2 separate regions of the Sus scrofa genome follow, and region 2 is linked to region 1. The links are chromatin contacts, called in public HiChIP or PLAC-seq maps. All regions are on one chromosome and are shown on one strand. Each heading gives the region's core, a stretch centred on a gene start, on an enhancer-like site or on the middle of the called end of the contact. The rest is flanking DNA. Distances are from core to core; before and after follow the strand shown. Region 1 overlaps ACER3 (alkaline ceramidase 3). Region 2 overlaps ACER3 (alkaline ceramidase 3).

What was found. HiChIP or PLAC-seq counts read pairs in DNA pulled down with a chosen protein or histone mark.
Region 2: an H3K27ac HiChIP or PLAC-seq map of alveolar macrophages shows a contact between it and region 1. The contact joins two enhancer-like sites. A contact is called at or near these places in 1 of 47 Hi-C or Micro-C datasets (liver) and 1 of 2 datasets of contacts at active chromatin or transcription factors (alveolar macrophages).

The regions. Positions count from the first base shown.
Region 1 is chr9:11,011,904-11,017,691 of Sscrofa11.1, reverse strand. All of the region lies in intron 1 of ACER3 (alkaline ceramidase 3), which reads right to left. Among named protein-coding and RNA genes, the nearest start is that of ACER3, 30 kb to the right of the region's middle. Within about 2 kb of position 3,456, at least 4 of the 83 cell types and tissues checked have an H3K27ac peak or open chromatin away from gene starts, as enhancers often do. A contact at or near this core is called in alveolar macrophages, where this site is marked.
Region 2 is chr9:11,141,402-11,147,189 of Sscrofa11.1, reverse strand. ACER3 (alkaline ceramidase 3) reads right to left here. Exons shown (of 11, transcript XM_021062556.1): 8 at 5,473-5,574; 9 at 2,980-3,084. Among named protein-coding and RNA genes, the nearest start is that of B3GNT6, 25 kb to the left of the region's middle. Within about 2 kb of position 2,814, at least 13 of the 83 cell types and tissues checked have an H3K27ac peak or open chromatin away from gene starts, as enhancers often do. A contact at or near this core is called in alveolar macrophages, where this site is marked.

The DNA of each region.
Region 1 (5,788 bases), core at 2,207-4,706:
AAAAAGCAAAAAAAAAAAAAAAAAAAAGGCCCGCTTAGGAATAGGAGTTCCCTGGTGGCCTACTGATCAAGAATTCGGCACTGTTGTCACTGCTGTGGCTCAGATTCAATCCAGGTCCAGGGAACTTCCACATGCCACAGGCAAGGCCATAAACAAAAAACAAAGCAAAAATTACAAAAATAGGAAGGAGATACAGAAAAAATATATATCATTATAATGATTCCAATAATCTTCTACTAATTGAAGCAGAAAGAAACATCAATAAATATACAGAAGACTTGAACAACACTATCAACCAATTTAACCTACATTTATAGAATACTACGTATATAAACAGAAGAATACACATCTTTTTCAAATCCACATGGAACATTCACCAAGTAAAACATATGAAGAGTCAAAACAAGTCAAAAAGTTGAAAAGAATTTAAATTAAAAATGTATTTTCTGAACACAATGAAATTAACTAGAAATCAGTAACAGAAAGATACCTTGCAAATTCCAAATATTTAGAAATTAGGGGAGTTCCCGTCATGGCTCAGCAGTTAACGAACCCGACTAGCATCCATGAAGACATGGGTTCGATCCCTAGCCTCGCTCAGTGGGTTAAGGATCCAGCATTGCCATGGGCTGTGGTGTAGGTCACAGATGCAGCTCAGATCCCACATTGCTGTGGCTGTGGTGTAGGCCAGCAGCTACAGCTCCAATTCGACCCCCTAGCCTGGGAACCTCCATATGCCGCAGGTGCAGCCCTAAAAAGACAAAAGACAAAAAAAAAAAAAAAAGTTCCTAAACAGGAAAAATTAATCCTGATCAAAAACCCTATCATTGGTTCTCTGTGTCAGGGAACAGCATGGAAAAGACTGACTGAAAAGGGATGAAAGACAACTTTCTGGGAGATGAAAATTCTCTACATCTTAATTAGGGTGCTGGCTAAGTAAGTTTGTGCATTTCAAAAGTCATTGACCTATATACTTAAAACTATGAATTTTATTGTGTGTAGATTATATCTTAATAAAGTTGATTAAAAATAGTTCCTAGATGTTTCCAAAAAACCATATAGCTAATAATGAAATATTTAATACCTTCCTCCTTTGCTTGTTTTGTTTTGGTTTTTTCTTAACGGCTGCAATTGTATCCTGTGGAAGTTCCTGGGTCAGGGATTGAATCTGGGCCACAGAGGCAGTGCCAGATCCTTTAACCTACTGCACTGGGTCAGGGATCAAACTTGTGCCTCTGCATAAAGATGTCTGTTTATATCACTTCTACTCAAGGATGAACTGGAAGGTCCTAGGCACTGCAATAAAGGCAAGGAAAAAAATGCGTAAGAATTCAAAAGGAAGAGGAGTGCCTGTCGTGGGGCAGCAGAAACGAATCCAACTAGGAACCATGAAGTTTCGGGTTCGACCCTGGTCTTGCTTAGTGGGTTAAGGATCTGGTGTTGCCACGAGCTGTGGCGTAGGTCGCAGATATGGCATAAATCTTAAATAGATTAACAAGCATTCAATCTTTTTCAATTTTAATAATACCAACAGACTTAACTTACAAAGTTCTCCCAGGTTCTCAATAACTTTAAATGTATAAAGGTGTCATAAGACCAAAAAGTCTGATCTAATAAAAGTCGAATATAGGCATAGACTACAATCTAATAATTATACTCCTAAATATATACAGATACTATTACATTTGTGTCCATAAGATGTACCAGAATGTTCACAGCATTATATGTAACAGCAAACACCTGTAAACAACAAAACATCCAGTGACTGAAGAATGGATACATGAATATATTCATACAATGAAATTCCCAACAATAGTAAAAATAAATGAACCACCTAACCTATCACCATAGAATTCACAAGAACATGTATGATACTAAGGACCACAATTTGAGTGGAAAAAAAGAAGCTGCAAGAAAAAAATCTACGTATATAGTAAAATCCCAATCACGTAAAATATAAAACAAGCAAACCTAAACTGTATTTTTTAGAAATTCAGAAGTGGCAAAAAGCTAGGAAATGATAACACTAAATACATTTGGTGGTTATCTCTCAAGAAAAAGGAAGATGACAGGATGAGGAAGGGCACAGAGGGGGCTAAATGTTTATCTAACGATGGCTCCTCTTAACCAAAAAGTCTTCTTTAACAAGGCCGTAATTCTTTTCAAGTGTCAAGATTAAATTGGACATTTCTAGCATAGCGAAAGAGCAAAGAATATCTATTTGATTGGAAAGTCTAATTGAAACAACCCAGTGATCAAACGATCATGAGAATATCAGACAACAAAGCCAGACTGCCCTGATGTCTGCTTTAAAAAAGCGTGTGTGTACATGGGGTTGGGGGAAGCAGTAGTTGCTACCCAGCAGGTAAAATAGCCTAGAATCTGTAATATTTCACTGTAGGAACACAAGATAGTGTTAGCAACTTCATGGTTCCTAGTTGGATTCGTTTCTGCTGCCCCACGACAGGCACTCCTCTTCCTTTTGAATTCTTACGCATTTTTTTCCTTGCCTTTATTGCAGTGCCTAGGACCTTCCAGTTCATCCTTGAGTAGAAGTGATATAAACAGTGATATAAACACAAGATATCTAGAATCTCTCCTTATCATTTTGTATGAAGGAATACATGAGTTAATGTCAAGTCATAAAAACAGTTTTTATGGTGGTATCAAGATTTTAAAGTGCTAATTTTGGAGTTATGTTTTGTTTTCTGACTCCATCCAGTCTTTCCACTTACAGTTAAAAGCAGCTTGCTATAATCATAAACAAAACAAAAAGACAACTTTCGGAATGAGAGAAAATATCTGCAAACAACGCATCTGATAAAGAATAAATTCCCAAAATATGCAAACAGCTCTTACAGATCAATATCAAAAAAAAATCCCCAAAACCCAATCAAAAATTAGCCAGAAGGGAGTTCCTATTGTGACGCAGTGGAAAAGAATCCGACTAGTATCCATGAGGATCCCATGGGGCTTGGATCTGGCATGCTGTGGCTGTGGTGTAGGCTGGCAGCTGCAGCTCCAGTTTGACCCCTAGGCTGGGAACTTCCATAAGCTGTGACCCTAAAAAGTGAAATAAAAACAAAAATAAAAATACCAAAAAAAAAAAAGCCAGAAAGACCTAAATAGGCATTTCGCCAAAAGATACATACATACATACATACATATATATATGTAAGACAGCCAATGGGCACATGAAAAGATCCTCAACATCACTAATTATTAGAGAAATGCAAATTAAAACTACAATGAGTATCACCTCACACTGATCAGAATGGCCATCATTAAAGTCTACAAATAATAGGGATTTCTCTCGTGGCACAGCGGGTTAAGGATCTGGTGTTGTCACCACAGTGGCTTGGGTCACTGCTGTGGTGAAGATTTGATCCCTGGCCTTGGAATTTCCACATGCCACTAACACAGCCAAAAAAGAGAGAGAGAGATTAGACTTCAAACGTACTTAGCCTAGTACAGTAGTTCCCCCTTATCTGCAGTTTCACTTCCCAAGCTTTCAGTTACTCACTATCAACTACAGGCCAAAAATACCAAATGGAAAATTCCAGAAATACACAATCCATAATTTTTTAACTGTGCACTGTTCTGAGTAGCATGATAAAATCTTGCACTGTCCTGCTCTGTCTTGCCCAGGATCCTAAACCATCACCATCATCTGCTCCTGACATTCAACCATCAACAACATCGTGGCTCAATGATCCAGGATCACTCAAAGCAAATGAATCTCCTCCACAACGTCAGAAAGTAATATTAGCCTAATACTAGGTCACGATGTCTTCTTATCAGGTAGAGATTTATCAACTCACAGTAAAGATGAGTACAATACAATAAGATATCTTGGGAGGAGTTCCCATCCTGACTCAGGTTAAGGATCTGGCATTGCCGTGAGCTGTGGCGTAGGTTGAAGATACTGCTCAAATCTGTTGCTGTGTTGTAGGCCGGCGGCTACAGCTTTGATTCAGCCCTTAGCCTGGGAACCATGTGCCGCAAGCGCAGCCCTAAAAAGCAAAAAAAAAAGATATTTTGAGAGAGACCACATTCACATATCTTTTTTTTTTTTTTAACTTTTTAGGGCCACACCCACAGCACATGGAGGTTCCCAGGCTAGGGGCTGAATCAAAGCTGTAGCCGCCGGCCTACACCACAGCCACCCCACATCCGAGCCTCGTCTTCAACCTATACCACAGATCACAGCTGGTTCCTAGTGGGATTTGTTTCCAATGAGCTTACGACGGGAACTCCTCACATATCTTTTACTACAGCATATAATTATAAATGTTCTATTTTGAGCTGTTGTTAAATCTTGTGCTTAATTTATAAATTAAATATAATCATACATGTATTATGTACAGGAAAAAAGCACAGTATGTTCAGTTGACCCTTGAACAAAGCAGGCTTGAACTGTGCAGATCCAATTATATGTGCACCTATTTATTTATTTTTTTGTCTTTTGTCCTTTTAGGGCCATACCTGCAGCATATGGGGGTTCCCAGGCTAGGGGTCCAATCAGAGCTGTAGCCCCCGGCCTACACCACAGCCACAGCAACGCTGGATCCTTAATCCACTGAGCAAGGCCAGGGATCGAACCCACAACCTCATGGTTCCTAGTCAGATTTGTTTCCTCTGCGCCACGATGGGAACTCCTCTGTGGACCTTTTTAAGTAAATACATACTGAAGTACTATCCAATCCTCGGTTAGTTGAATCCATAGATGCAGAACCAGGGATATAGGGGGCTGACTGTGACACTGTATACGGATTTTCTGACTGCATAGAGGATCGGTGTTGTATAAAAGTCAACTATATAGGGTTTGGTACTATCTGCAGTTTCAGGCATCTCCTGGGGATCTTGGAACAAATCTCCCATAGATAAGTGAGGACTACTATATTACTAAACTAATTACTAACTATAGACCTAAATTTAAAAGATAGTTTGGTTTGAGTGTGGTGAAGGTATTAGTAATAAATGAGAAAAAAAAATTGTTTCCAAAATGAAAATACAGTTGTGATGATTGTTGTACAACTATAAGTGTAATAAAATTCACTGAGTAACTAAAAAAAAAAACAAAACAAAAAACAAAGTGAAAATATATGTACAAATTTGCTCATTCATCATTTTCAAACTTTCCATCACATGCAGTAAAAGAGAATCATTTTCAAATGTTCCTTCATATGCAATGTTTTCGGCCTGTTACTACTGTGAAGGAGTGGGGGGATGATCAACACCTAATTTGATTTTCAAGTCAGAAACCTAGATTCTAATACCAGTACTGTGATCCTGAACAAGTCACCCTTTGGAACGTGGCTCATCCCATGCAAACAGGGATAACATTTACAGCCCATAGGGAATAAGGAATTACTACTGCTCTGCGAACAGTAAAATTGCGCTTCTCTCTTAAGTCGCCAGACCAAGAGCATTGGAATCACCTGACAACTTACGAGAACTGTAGACTCTAAGGCACATTCTAAACCTACTACCGGGTTATGCATTTTTAACAAGACCTCCAGGTAATTCACATGCACGTTAAAGTCTGAGCAGCACTACTACAAAGCATTCTATAGATGTAAGGTATCTTCACCATAAAAAAATAGTTCATTAGGAGCTCTTTTTGTTCCGATGTCTTATAATCTGGTAACTCATTAACAATATGACAACAACAAGACTTGACATCATCCTCCACAGCTCCCATGCTGAGAAACTACTGAATGTAGATTCTGGACTAGATATCACAATTAATTAGGCAAATTGCTTCAATTCTCCAGGTCTTTCTCCT
Region 2 (5,788 bases), core at 1,565-4,064, 130 kb before region 1:
TGTGTGTGCTATGCTCTTGAGTTAATATAAATATTTTTATTTATTTATTTATTTATTTATTTATTTTTTAAGGGCCGCACCTGCAGCATATGGAAGTTCCCAGGTTAGGGGTTGAATAGGGAACTGCAGTTGCTGGCCTACGCCATAGCCACTGCAATGCAGGACCCAAGCTGCATCTGCCACCTATACCCCAGCCTGCAGCAATGCTGGATCCTTAACCCACTCAATGAGGCTAGGGATTGAACCCATGTCCTCGGGAACACAGTGTCAGGTTCTTAATCTGCTGAGCCACACTAGGAACTCCTAATACCAATAACTTTAATTCCAACCCTCTCACAGTTCCTTCTATCTTTCCCTCTTTCTATACATATGTATTTTTGCCTGTGCCCACAGCATATGAAAGTTTCTGGGCCAGGAACTGAATCCACACCATAGCAGTGACCTGAGCCAAAGCAGTGACAATGCCAGATCCTTAACCTGCTGTGCCACCAGGGAACTCCATTCTCTCTATAGTTTTAAATCCTTCATAAGACAGTGGAGAAATCAGGCTTTTGTTACCCTCAATATATTATTGTTTAATAAATTTATTTGTTCAATGTGACTTACTTCCTAAATCCAGCTACCTTTTCCATCCATCCCTTCCTCATCCCTTCCCCTCATCGCCCTGCTCCCTTGTCTCACATAGCAGTACCTTCCCCATCACCTTGATTCTCTTGGAAGTTCAGCATGCTGCTACCTCTGCATGGCACTTCTTCCCCCTCACTGCCCTGTTTTCTTGAAGAACTTCCACACCAGGAGAGAAGGAGGAGAAAGTGAAAGAAAGAAAAAAAAAAGACGGAAAGGAGAAAGTGGAAAAGGGAGGGAAAAGTGGAAAGAAACCTTAGTCTTTCAAAGTAGAATATACTAAGTATAATTTTACTTGTTCTTGAGTATTTATCAGAAAAATTTGGAGTTCTTGCTGTGGTGCAGTGGGTTAAGGATCCAGCATTTTCTCTGGGCCAGCAAGGGTTGGATCCCAGTGAAATATCTGGTGTTGCTGCAGCTGTGGCTCAGATTCCATCCCTGGCCCAGGAAATTCCATATGCTGTGGTGTAGATGAAAAGGGCAGGGGGAAGGAAAAATTCATTGCTATATTTTACCACACTGCAGTAACTTACGTCTCGGGACTTCTTGGGCAGTGTTGAGGTGCTAAGTTTTCAATTCTTTGGTTTGCTTTACAGTTATTCTTGTTTCTCCTTTTCTATCATTTTTCAGTTTTCTCAAGCACCTCCTCCCTTAAACCTTATTAAATTGGGTATTTCTTTTTTTGCTGCACTCTTGGCATATGGAAGTTCCTGGGCCAGGGACTGAATCCAAGCTGCAGCTGCAAATGCCAGACCCTTAAAACCACTGTGCTGGGCTGGGGGTCAAACCTTTGCAGTGACCAGAGCTGCTGCAGTCGGATTTTTAACCCACTGCCACAGCAGGAACTCCCTGAATTCAGTGATTATTATTTAGCTGCCCAGAAGTTCTTTTTATTTAATTCTCAGGTAGTTAAATTTTAGATAATTCAGGTTCCCTAGTGGATCTCTAGCTAGGTGAGATGCAAATATGATTTTGCAAAGGTATTCTAAAAATTTGACTTCAGTAAATTTTCATATTGGTTCAAAGTAAAATTTTTTTCCTCTTTCTACAAGTATTTCAGCTTTCTCAATTCTTGAGATGAATTTGAGATGAAACATGGCCTGATCCCCTGGTAAAGAGGTCAACATATGTGGGTGGAAGAAAACAAGGCCGTAAGCCTTGAGCTTGAAAGTGAGTAGCTAGAGTGAGAGAAGAGAATATAGGGGTCATGTAAAACTATGACTCTTCCTGGAATGCCAAGAAGGTTATGCTAGGGGAACTTTAGACAGTTAGGTTTATGAGCCCTGGGAGGGGAACAAACAGGCCTGCTGTAAAGGCTAGTGTATGTCTTCCTGAGATAAGAGCTGATAAGGCCTGTAACAGACCTTGCCTCCCTATGGGCTTTTGAATTATTGTTTTGTTTCCTCTTAACCTCTTCGAGAATCTTGCCTCCGCCTCTTTGACACGTAGCCCTTGTTCAAAATCCTAATAAAAGACAGACTCTGAGCTTGCCCCAAGCTCTTGCTTGCTACAGCATCAGCTGTCTCTGTGTCTTCAAGCTGATCTCCATGCGCAGCCTACGTTCTGATTACCGCATATGACGACAAACATGTACACATCCATTCATTAAATCATTTAACAATATATACTGAGTGCTTAGTATGTGACAAGCATTGTTCTAAGCACTTAGAAGAGTAGCAGTGAATAAAATAAAGTTTTTTTTCTCAAGGAACTTAAGAGTCTAGTGGGGGGAGGTAAACATGCAAATATATAGATGGTTATAAATGCTGTGAAGAAAAATAAGGCCTGGTAAAGGGAGAGAGACTAATACACAAGGATTATTTGAGTAGGATCATCAGAGAGAATTCTGATTCCATCTTTGCTGTAAATGGCTGATCTCCAACAAATTCTTATTAGGGGAACAAGGAAAGCAAAGTGGTGACCAATTTATTTCAGGGAAGGAGAAAAAAATTTAAGCTGGGGACTTTACCAATTCATGCTTTCCCTGTCCCCACTCAGGGGATCTGGCTGCCTCCCCGCTCCCCCCAAATGTGTTCTCTATAAACAAAACATAATACGGATCGACAATAAATGGAAATGTTTAAATCCTACTTGCGCTAAAAAAGGAGATGAATGATCTACTTAAAATGTAGATCATGTGTCAGAGGTCAGTTACTACAGCTGTCACCCTTTAGGGATGAGAAAGCAGAGCTTCAGAAAGAGGAAATAGCTTGCCTAAGGTCACCCAGTGGCAGAGGCAAAGCTGGAACAGAAGTTCCTGATTCTGTCTCTGACAATTTATATTTACACCATCGTATTTGAAGAGTAAAAAAAGAAACACTCTAATACCAGGCCGAAAAAGTCTCTATTTCCTACCTGAAAAGGATGTGAAGATAAGAACCAAGGCCAGTTAAAATATGCCACCATGCATGAAACTGAGTGGTAACACCTATGATAGGTGGCACCTTCTTTCGAAAGTTCCTGTGTGGAGAGGGGGAAAAAAATCAGCATGTCAATTATTTTTCATATTTAACAATGAATACTGACAGACTTAGAGCATTTTGAAATGTCATTCTCACACATGACAATTATTTTATCTCCTTATGTCTGCTGTAGTCTGCTGTATTGTTTTCCAAAGAGTATTTTGAGGAATAATCTTCCCAGCAGAAGTTCCATGAAGAGTGACTCTGTGGTCAAAATAAATGTAGGAAGTAGAAGTTTACTGTCCTCTTGGAGACCTGTACTGCTGCACACTGAAAGATTACAGGTAAGCTCCTAATCCACCGTTAGACCCTTTAGACCCTTTTTCAGGTGGTATCTTATTAACACCTTATGGAACAAGTGTTCCTTGGAAAACACTTTGGGAAATACTGATTAACTTAGCTGTTCACTCAAGAAACTAGATATGAGTTTTCCTATGCCTTACATATAACCATCATTTTAGAAGAGCACTATACAGTCTATAAAGTCCTTTCATATCTATTATTTCACTTCATAGTGAATCTTTATTTATTTATTTATTTATTTATTTTGTCTTTTTGCCATTTCTTGCGCGGCTCCCACGGCATATGGAGGTTCCCAGGCTAGGGGTCAAATCGGAGCTGTAGCCACCGGCCTACACCAGAGCCACAGCAACGCGGGATCCGAGCCGCGTCTGCGACCTACACCACAGCTCACCGCAATGCTGGATCCTTAACCCACTGAGGAAGGCCAGGGATCAAACCTGCAACCTCATGGTTCCCAGTCGGATTCGTTTCCACTGCACGACTAGAACTTAAGGTCAATCTTACATCACCTAAATTCTTACCCACTTCTCCCTCATTTATTTTGAAGAAAATCCTAGATATTGTATCATTTTATCTCTAAAGGATTAAAACCTCTTTAAAATATAACTATAATATCATTTTCACAACTAAAATATTAACAACAATCCTTTAATATCAAATATTCGTTAATGATCATAAGCTTTCAAAAAAAAACAATTGGTTTGAATCAAGATCCAAAAAAAAGTAATTATACTGTGTCTAGTTGATATATTTTTTAAGTCTCTCTCTCTCTTTTTGTCTTTTTAGGGCCGTACCCTCAGCATATGGAGACCTACAATGCATACTAACAGATTACAGGCTCTGTTCCCAGGCTAGGGGTCGAATCCAAGTTGTAGCTGCCAGCCTACACTACAGCCACAGCAACACAGAATCTGAGTTGCTTCTGTGACCAACACCACAGCTTACAGCACGGCAACGCTGGATCCTCAACCCACTGAGTAAGGCCAGGGATCAAACCCACGTCCTCAAGGATACTGGTTGGGTTCATTACCTCTGAGCCACAATGGGAACTCCCTTAAGTCTCTTTTAATCTATACTTTCCTCCTCCCTTTTTCCCCCTTCTACAATGTATTTGCTGAAGAGACCAGGTCATTCTTTCCGTAGACTGCCCAGTTTGAATTTTGCTGATTACCTCTCTGCTATGCTGTTTAATATATTCCTCTGTCATTTAATATATTCCTTTGTCATTATGCAAAACTGTTAAGTCACAGAATTTTGAGTTGGAAGGACCCTCCAGTTAACCTATTTAACATGTTCATTTTATGTAAACTGAAGCCCAGACAGTGTCTTAGGTGACAGAATAGAGTCCAGAGACTTAAGATTCAAATTCTATTGAATATACAACTGCTGAAAAGATGGTAAAAGAAATACTTGCCTTTCTTAGAAAATAATAAGTATGTAAAAATAAAAAATTATATAAATGTATTTCATGGATTTCCTGCTGTGGCTCAGCAGAAATGAATCTCACTAGCATCCATAAGGAAGCAGGTCTGATCCCTGGATTTGCTCAGTGAGTTAAGGATCCGGCATTGCCGTGAGCTGTGGTGTAGGTCGCAGACACAGCTCAGATCTGGCATTGCTATGGCTGTGGTGTAGGCCAGTGGTGTGGCTACAGCTCCAATTTGACCCCTAGCCTGGGAACCTCCATATGCCTTGGGTGCAGCCCTAGAAGACAAAAAAAAAAAAAAGAAAAAAATTATACAGATGTATTTCATATTCTTATTACAAATCATTCTTAGTTCTTCAGTTAAAGCAGATTACGCAGCTTTCAAAAAATCCTATCAATATTTGATTAACTATATAGTACTGTGATGCACAAACACAAAAATCCCTACAGATGTTATGAAATATTCTTAGGACTAGATTTTTAGGTAATTGAAACAAGCACTCCCAAAAATTTAACTTTGTGCTGTACCTATCTTTTTAAATTCAACAATGGCAAAAATTCACTTCAGTGCACTAGTAATTCTATGAATTAAGCCTATGAAACAGTCTGCTTAATAGATTCCAAAACTGTTTTTCAAAGACTGAAAATACATCTTACCTCAGTGAGTCACAAAAGATGTTATCTATGTTCCATAATAAAAATCCCATTAAAAATATACCCAAGGATGTATAACCCAGTCCTCTAAGCCATGGATAAACCCTGTGGGTTAAAAAAAATGAACTTTTGTCAAGTCTTGTCATGATCAGAGCTTGAAGTCATCACTGTTCTGAGAAGGAAAGGTTTTCATTAGTATTAAAAGCAAATTTACCTATTAGATTCTCTAATACATTTGCCTATTACATTTAGCCACTAAAAGGTACTGAGAAAAAATATGCCACTAGGACTTTGTTAAGTGTATCAAGAAGACAATCTG